Regions from separate parts of the Sus scrofa genome. Here region 1 is linked to region 2. A link is a contact called in public promoter capture Hi-C data. All regions are on one chromosome and are shown on one strand. The core of a region is the stretch at or near the end of the contact, and the rest is flanking DNA. Distances in the headings are between cores, read along the strand shown.

What was found. Promoter capture Hi-C pulls out the DNA fragments that hold promoters and counts their contacts.
Region 1: a promoter capture Hi-C map of fetal liver shows a contact between it and region 2, with 5 times the contacts expected there. The contact joins the promoter of BCL2L11 here to the enhancer-like site in region 2. A contact is called at or near these places in 3 of 5 promoter capture datasets (fetal liver and liver), 7 of 47 Hi-C or Micro-C datasets (embryonic fibroblasts, fetal heart ventricle, fibroblasts and 3 more) and 1 of 2 datasets of contacts at active chromatin or transcription factors (alveolar macrophages).

The regions. Positions count from the first base shown.
Region 1 is chr3:45,196,753-45,200,962 of Sscrofa11.1, reverse strand. It overlaps BCL2L11 (BCL2 like 11), which reads left to right and starts at 2,683. Exons shown (of 2, transcript NM_001252194.1): 1 at 2,683-3,064. The coding sequence starts at 2,683. It overlaps LOC110260116, which reads left to right. Exons shown (of 3, transcript XM_021088387.1): 2 at 1-38; 3 at 587-997. The coding sequence ends at 962.
Region 2 is chr3:45,034,504-45,039,061 of Sscrofa11.1, reverse strand. The region is part of intron 4 of LOC106509733 (a long non-coding RNA gene); the gene reads right to left. Among named protein-coding and RNA genes, the nearest start is that of BCL2L11, 160 kb to the left of the region's middle. Within about 2 kb of position 2,596, at least 19 of the 83 cell types and tissues checked have an H3K27ac peak or open chromatin away from gene starts, as enhancers often do. A contact at or near this core is called in fetal liver and liver, where this site is marked.

The DNA of each region.
Region 1 (4,210 bases), core at 1,434-3,933, 160 kb before region 2:
CAATGTCTGACTCTGACTCTCGGACTGAGAAACGCAAGGTAAATAAATACTTCCGAATCCTGGATAGCAGGCCAGGTACTGATGGAAGATTGGCGGTGGAGCCAGCACGGCGCCACCTCCAGCCCGCTTCCCGCGCACGTGCAGGCGGAGAGGCGCGTACCCGTCCCGCTCATCCTCCAGCGGGAGGCGGCGATCTGTACGTGTTGGGTTCACTTGGGCAGGTCTGCTTGGGGGGCGCGGGGGAGGGGGGGCGGCGTCCGCGCAAAGCCTGTGAGCCCTTAGGTCAAGTGCGGCTCCGCGGGGATGCTGCAAGAGGGGGTGGTGAAGTGTCTCAGGCCCGCTGGGAGAGGCAGCGCTTGTTCTCCGCGCTGGCCGGGGAGCTGGGGCCGCCGCCCTGGACTGGGCTGCGCACCCGGCCTTGAAGTCTCGCCACCCTCCAGCCCCAGCGGCCCCGGACTAGCGGCCGCGAAGTATGAGCCGGTCTTGCGTCTATGCTTTTCTCTGGGGCGGGCCCGTGGTGAAGGATTTATGGAAAGGTGACGGTGTTTAAACTGAGGAGACTCGGCTTTTCCTTTTACTCATTCAGGCCGACGTTTCGGGCAACCGCTGCGTTCACCTTCTCAGATGTGTCTGGGGTCCCTGCCCCGTCTGCGGGCGCCCTGCGGATGATGCCAGACACACAATCCACAGACGGCGAGAGACCAAGGGCCTCCTCCGACCGCCGGGTCCAAGCAGTGGAGGAGCCGCAGGCGATAGAACCTGCTCTGTCCGAGAGCCGGGCCGTCTTAAAGACTCAGGCGTGCCTGAGCGCAGCCCAACCTATTCGCAGTGTTGGCTGGCGGTGCCTTGCCCTCGGGGACCTGTTACTCGGGGTTGGCGCAGGTAGTGAAAGGCCCGCCGGACGCCTGGCTCGGGGCCGAAAGTGTTCCTCGGCTGCGGCGGTCACGGGTGCGCGCGGATAAGCGCGTCCGTGGCCAGTGGTGGCCGCTCAGATTTGGTGCGTGTCCCTCGGTGCAAGCGGAGAAAGAGGGAGGAAGTTGGAGGACTATGGGTGGTGCTGCTGAGGAGGGGGCTGGCCCTTAGTGTCCCCATCCGAACAGGCCCCGGTGAGGGTCAGCGGCTGGGGACCGCCATGCGGCTCGACCGGCTATTTGGGGGCGGCGGGAACAGCGGAGGCGCCCGGCGCGTGGACGGCCGGGGGTGGGGGTGGGGGGCGGGACAGCCGGGGCAACCTCTGGCCCTGAGGCCCCGGAAACCTCCACGGAGGCTCCCGCCTCGGCCACTGCCCGAGCCGCGATCGGGCGGCGAGTTTGTCAACAATCGCCTCGCCTTTGGCGGCCTGTCGGGTAGGCGCCGCCCCCACCGCTGCCGACGATTGGCTGCAGCGCGGAGCGACCGCGCGAGGGCCAATTGGGAGCGCGGGCACCCGGAGCCGGCGGCGCGGGGAGGTCGGCGGTGCCGGCGGCGGCGGGCGCAGTGCGCAAGGGGAGGAGCGGGAGGAGGCGGAGGATGTTCCCGGCGGCAGCGGCGGCCGGGGCAGCGCGGGCAAGAGGCGCGGCGCGTGGAGCCCTCGGCTGCCCGGTGGAGCGCGGTGGCGGGAGAGCGGCGAGTTGCAAGCTTTGCGCGGTCCCGGCGTCTCCCAGCGCGAGTCCTGGGCTTTGTCTCCCGCGCTGCCTTCGTGGTGACGGTCGGGGGGTTCCGAACCGGCGTAGGGCGCGGACCGCGCGCCGAGGAGCCCGGGCCCGGACACGACGCTCCGAAGGGAAGGGGCGGACGTGAGTTTTGGCCTGACTGCCTTGGGAAGGGAGGGTCTTTGGGGTGCGGGACCCGCGCGCCCCGATGCCGCCTGGCGGGTGGAGTTACTTGTGGACTTTGCAGGGGGCGCCCGGGAACGCTTTCGGGGACCCCCCCCCTCCCGTTTGTAGGTGTGCACCTAACAGTGTGAGTGTATTTCGGAGAAGTTCTGTCGGGTTCAGCGCGGCGCGCTGCCCTCCCCCTTCCCCGCAGGAGGAGGGGCGCACGGGCCGGGAGCGGGAGGGACCGCGGACGGAGAGCTCAGGAGCCCAACAGTTCGGCGCTGAGTTACAAACTCTATTGTGACGCACTTACTACGACTGACGGCCCTTGCCAAACCTTCCTCAGACTTGCTGTCCTCAGCACTTTTGGGCAGAACAATGGGGCCGGAGCGGGGAACGCAGCCAGCCGCCTGCAATCGCTGCATCTGCGCCCGCTCCTGGGCTCCAGCGCTGTATCTGATCCCGGGAAATCAGAGCCTGCTGGGAGTTTCTGACTTACTCTAGTCGGCCCTGAGCAAAGAGCACATGTGAACAGACCTCAAACAAGCGGCCTGTCCTAAAACGTGTGTGTGTGTTAGAGCATCAATTCCACAAGTAATTGACATTGTTGCTGTGTTTTGTTTGGCGGCAAGAAGTTTAGTCTTCTCTCAACTCCCCAACAAAGATAATGATACCTTTGTTATTTAGGTGTATTTTTATCCTTATTTGGAAGATAGTATTGAGAACTGTTTCTCTTTAAATGTTGACTTCATGTTAAAGTATTTGGTATTAATGCTGAGGATTTTTAACGAATAGGTGAAAGTTTGCTCATTCACGTATTTGCTATAATTATTATTTTGCTTAAGATAATCCTAGTTTTAATTTTACTTGCAGAAAAAAAGACCAAATGGCAAAGCAACCTTCCGATGTAAGTTCTGAGTGTGACAGAGAAGGTGGACAGTTGCAGCCTGCGGAAAGGCCTCCTCAGCTCAGGCCTGGGGCCCCCACCTCTCTACAAACAGAGCGGCAAGGTAATCCGGAAGGAGAAGGGGACCGCTGCCCCCAAGGCAGCCCCCAGGGCCCACTGGCCCCACCGACCAGCCCTGGCCCCTTTGCTACCAGATCCCCGCTTTTCATCTTCGTGAGAAGATCCTCCCTGCTGTCTCGATCCTCCAGTGGGTATTTCTCTTTTGACACAGACAGGAGCCCAGCACCCATGAGTTGTGACAAATCAACACAAACCCCAAGTCCTCCTTGCCAAGCCTTCAACCATTATCTCAGTGCGATGGGTAAGCAATATCCGGGGTGGTGGCAGCAGAGGTGTGGTTGTCTGCGTATCTGTCCAGAGGCTGTGTAGCATTCAAAGCCCCTTCCTAGACTCCGTTGGCTGATTTGATGCCATGTTTTGTGGGGAGTGGAGCCTATACCAAGTAAAATATCCAGGCAACATTTTAAAAAGTTGTGCAGCAGTAAGTGGGGGTCCTTTGAGCGGATATATAATGAGTATATCCTGAACCTCTGATGCCTTCTTTAAAGTATCTATCTGTGGCAATTCATCCTAAGCACTAGGATTCACTCATTAATGATGTCCTGCTTGAAAGGGACTCAGTCTGTTACAGCTTAATAACTGAATGTGTGGAGAAAGGGATGACACAAGTTACATCATTTTCAAAAATGACATTTTAAAAAGATGACCTAGTTCGTATAGGCATTACCACCATAGAACCATGAAAATAGTTTGTTTTCTACTCATATTTCTCTTTAAGCTTGTTTTGTTTGCTCTGAGCTTTTGGACCTAGTGCTAATAAGATTAGATTGTGGGGTTTTGTTTCACAGTTTTAGAGTCTTGGGGAGGAGTGGCAAACCTAAATACCCAGAAAAATCTGGCTGTCCCATGGGCGAAAGTTGTGGCAGATTGGAGAACATTTGCCCTTGTCCTTTCAGACTGCCCGGGGTGTGGCTGTGAGGGTGTGTGGTCTCAAGGTGGTAGGTCTTCCTCTAGTGCCACATAATCTGAGAGTACAGATTTTGATGTCAAATCTGATGTTTAAGCACTGGCCAAGTCATTTAGAACTTTGAAAGCACCATACAAGCCAAATGAAAACATCCATGGGCTTGATGTGACCCCTGAGCCTCCAGCATGCGGCTTTGAGATCCTGGGCGCGTGTGCCAGTTCAAATCACCGTTCCCCAGGAGAGGAAAAGGTTCATGTCTTGATCGCCAGAATCTCCTTTACCGTTTGTCCAGGTTAGCCCTCCCTGCAGGAGGTGCAAGCACGTTGGCAGCATCGTCAGTTAAGAAATCCAGCATGGATTGCATTGAAACATAGATGGCACTTAAGCCAAAGGCTGATTAAAATCATCAGTGTAGACAGTTACCTGTTGGAACATGATGGCGAGTCTTGCATTTGCAAATACCACACGGCTCTGTCTTCA
Region 2 (4,558 bases), core at 1,347-3,846:
GCTGTGGCCCAAGTGGCAACAGCAGCTCCTACCTGATCCCTGGCCCAGGAACTCCAAAAAAGGGGGGAAAAAAAAGAAAAAAGGAAAGATGGCTAAAAAAAGAGAAAAGAAAAAGGCCCAAGTTGGATTTTGAATGAGATGCTCATTTTTCTTTTTTTTTTTGGTGGTCAGTGAGCCTACTCCTAGTAATGGTCAGACCCCAAGGCAAAGGTACCCCTCTAACCCCATGGAAGAAATCCCTGCAGCTTCACTGCACTTGCTGTACATGGCTAGATGTTTCCATCTGGCTTGTTGCCAAGCACTGCGGGTTGACAGGAAGGTTTTCTCATGGGGGCTCCTTTATAAAAGACCTCCTAGTAGTAGGTACTTGTAAGGCATAAAACGTGTCTCTCCAATCAAGCTCTCGAGAGACAGGGGGCCAGAGGCTGTCAAGGAGGAGGCAACTGGAGAAAGAGGAGAGCTGGATAGAATCACTGGTCTCCTTCCTCCTGAAGCCTTCGGGGCCAACATGATGGAGCCCAGCGTCTAAGCTGAGGGCTTAAGATATTCAGAGGAATATTAACACTTACCCTACTTGTGGGGTGAAGACACACACTCTTCTGAGAAGCAGAGCAGCATTTCAGAAGAAAAAAGAATGACTATTCCCACAGTGACTAAATCTGCTTACTCACCGTTCCCTAACCCATCCCGGCAACAGACCCCACATGGCCACCAACATGTAACATGGCTGTCTTGATGCCAGTAAAGACAGCACACTTTTGCTAGAATCCCTAGGCCTGCATGCTATGGATCCTGAAGGCTGCTCTGGGGCCTCTAGGGCACCTAGCACCCTCTCCAGGAAGACCCCTGTGTCCACCAATGTCATTTTCCCAAGTCCCTCACATCCCTAGCTGGGGCACTCACTCTCCTCTGCAGAGCCCTGAAGTCAGGACAGGGTGGCTATGGCTTTGCGGAAGCCAGCTCAACACTTGGCACTTGGAAGGTCCATAAACAACCCTTTGCTAAAGGACAGAAGAAATGGGTGAATGGAAAAAGAAGGAAAAAAACACAGAGGGAGAGAGAAAGAGAAAGGGTAAAACAGAAATAACAGCTGATACTTTATTTTTGTTTGTTTGTTTTTGTCTTTCAAAATACAGGACTGGTACTGAATTTATTTTTTTATGGTAAATTATTATTTGTTAATAGTTATTTCCCCAATACAATTTTTTTTCTACTGTACAGCATGGTGACCCAGTTACACATACATGTACACATTCTATTTTCAAACATTATCATGCTCCGTCATAATGATGCTTTGTTTTTAGTCTGAAAATAGGCTCATTCTAGCCTCTCTCTAAATGCAATTTCAACATCAATAATTCAAATGTAGTTTTCTAAACTGTACATTGGAAGTGGGCGGAAATTCTCTTCAGTCCTTTTAAAACTTGCATATGTGTATTGGAACATTGATGATAGAATTTTGGTCAGAGAATCTTAAACTGGGGGAGGCACACACATGGCACGTGGAAGTTCCAGGTCAGGGATCGAACCCGTGCCACAGCAGTAACAACGCCAGATCCTTAACCCACTGAGCCATCAGGGAACTCCAGAGGGTCTTAAGTTTGGAGTCCATATTTTACACCACCCTAGGAGCAGCTGAGGGCCACTTGGGCTGCCAGGCACTGAGCCACAGGGAGCTGGGCCTCCCTTCCCATCCGCACCCCACCCCCATCCCCTGTCCAGGTCATCCTCTGACCCTTGCTGACCTGTAGCTGCCCAGCTGCACACCAAAGAGCTCATGCTTTATAGATTGTGTTCCCTTCCTAAGTGTTGGCAAACTAATAGGGCATATTGTTTAGGTTTCATTTTCCGGTAATTTTCTTCTTTATTTTGAAATTTTTTTAGGGCCACACCCAAGGCATATGGAAGTTCCCAGGTTTGGCGTTGAATCGGAGCTACAGCTGCTGGCCTACACCACAGCCACAGTAACGCAGATCCCAGCAGCGTCTGCAACCCATACCACAGCTTATGGCAATGCTGGATCCTTAACCCACTGAGCAAGGCCAGGGATGGAACCCATATCCTCATGGATACTAGTTGGGTTCCTTACTACTGAGCCACAACTGAAACTCCTCTTCTTTATTTTTCCTTATAAAATTCACAGAAGAATAAGCTCTCATGGGAAATAATTTGCACCCGAAAGATAAAGCAAGAATCCCCCTGGACTTTCCCACTTTGTGAACTGGCTGGCATCTCCTTTACCCATTTTTCTATTGGGTTGTTGGCGTTCGTCTTTTTTCTTACAGGTTGATAGTTCGTGATAGAGTCTGGATAATAATCCAAAATTTATGTGTATGTGTTTACCTTTCTGCGTATATGTAGCTCTATCCTTGTATGTATAAGCGTGCATATCTGCATAGGTACGCATGCACACACACAGCTATAGATATTGCAAATATCTTCTCCCACTCTGTTGCTTGTCTTTTATCTCAGAGTCTGGTGATGAGTGACTTTGAATCAGAAGTTTCACATTTTGATAAAGGCTGACATCACTCTTTCTCTGTTTGCCTTTGTGATCTGTGTTTGCTTGCGGTCGTGCCCACTCCAAGCCCAAGGTCATAAACATACCCTATCTTTTCTTTTCCTACTTTAGTCTTTCCTCCAGGGGTAGCCAATCGCCCCGGCACATTTCTCAGGGATGAGAAAAGCCACCCTGGCCCCAGATCCCATGGGTTTCTCTTCAGGGAAATGTTGAGGTTGTTTTTGTTGCAGGATGTCAAGAACTTCTCAAATTCCTGAAAAAAGTGTACTGTTTGCTGCTGGCTCTGGAGTCTGCCCCTCCCCACCCAGGTGGAGAGCAGAGGGTGACCTGAGTCAGCCCAGAGGTTGACCTTTGTACCAAGCTCTGCTTTATCTCCAGTTGCTATTTGCTAACTCCCTTGAGAGTTCTGCCAAAGATTAGCATCACAAGTCCCCCCCTTGTGGTTTACACAGTCTGCTCCTTGGAAAACGAGGGCATTTGTCTGCCCTGCTTTTCTGGCAGTTCTGACGGTCTTCTGCATGATTTTCATGGGCCAGGCTCCCCAGAGGGAAACGGCAGCAGCAGGGAAAGGGACTTATATAAGCGAGCCAGAGAGGCTGTGACGATGAAGGTGAAGTGAAGGCCCTGGGGTGGGGGTGGGGCCTGCTGTCAAACAAGGATTCCATATCTTTTTGTTGGCAGAGTTTCTTACCTGACTTTGGGCAATCTTCTAGACAGAGGGTTGTTTTAGATGGGATCCTCTGTGTTATGTGGAGGAGAAAACTGTAGCCTGGAGAGGCCAGGGACTTGCTCAAAGGGCTACAAAAGTAAGGGGTAGAGCAGGGAGCCCCACTCCGGCCCCCATCCCACCTGCTGATGTTATTTTTGCCACATCCTGCCTTCGGGGAACGAGAGTCCTCCTGGAATGTTTCCACGAGGAAGAAGTGTAGGGACACAAGGTCATTTCTGGAGGTGGGGGGCTGAGCGTCATACTCAAGGTGAAATAAACACTAATGGAAGAGGAAGTTTTAGGACCTGTGTCACATCTTTTCTTTTTTCTTTTTACAGCCACACCCATGGCCTAGGGAACTTCCCAGGCTAGGGGTTGAACTGGGGCTGCAGCTGCCAGTCTACGCCACAGCCACAGCAACGTGGGATCTGAGCCATGTGGGACCTACACTGCAGCTCATGGCAATGCCGGATCCTTAACCCACTGAGTGAGGCCAGAGATCAAACCTGCATCCTCCCAGACTCTGTGTCGGGTTCTTAACACACTGAGCCACAAAGGGAACTCCTTTTTTTCCCCTCACATCCTCTGGTCTTAAAGATCTTCCTCATATGGTGTAATATGGACCAATTTTTTGCTTTTTCTTTCTTTTTTTTCTTTTTAAGGCCTCACCGGCACCATATGGAACTTCCCAGGTTAGGGGTTGAATTGGGGCTGCAGCTGCCGGCCTATGCCACAGCCACACAGCAACGTGGGATCTGAGCCTCCTCTGTGGCCTATGCTGCAGCTCATGGCAATGCCGGATCCTTAACCCACTGAGTGAGGCCAGGGGTCAAAACAGCATCCTCATGGATACTAATCAGGTTCATTTCCGATGAGCCACAATGGGAACTCTTAATTTTTCCTTTTTAAAGTAAAACGTTTGAGGCTTCCCAATTATAAAATTTTATAAGTTGGATGAAGGTGGTCAAAAGGTACACACTTCCAGTTTGAAGACAAATAAATATGAGGGATGTCACGTACAACGTGATTACATAATGAACACTATTGCCTACTTTATAAGAAAGAGAGGAGTTGCCATTGTGGCTCAGTGGAAACGAATCTGACTAGCATCCATGAGGACGCAGGTTCAACCCCTGGCCTCGCTCAGTGTGTTAAGGATCCGGTGTTGCTGTGAGCTGTGGTGTAGGTCGCAGAAGCGGGTTGGATCTGGTGTGGCTGTGGCTGTGGTGTAGGCTGGTGGCTACAGCTCCAATTTGACCCCTAGCTTGGGAACCTCCATATGCCACAGGTGCGGCCCTTAAAAAAAAAAAAAAAGACACACACAAAAA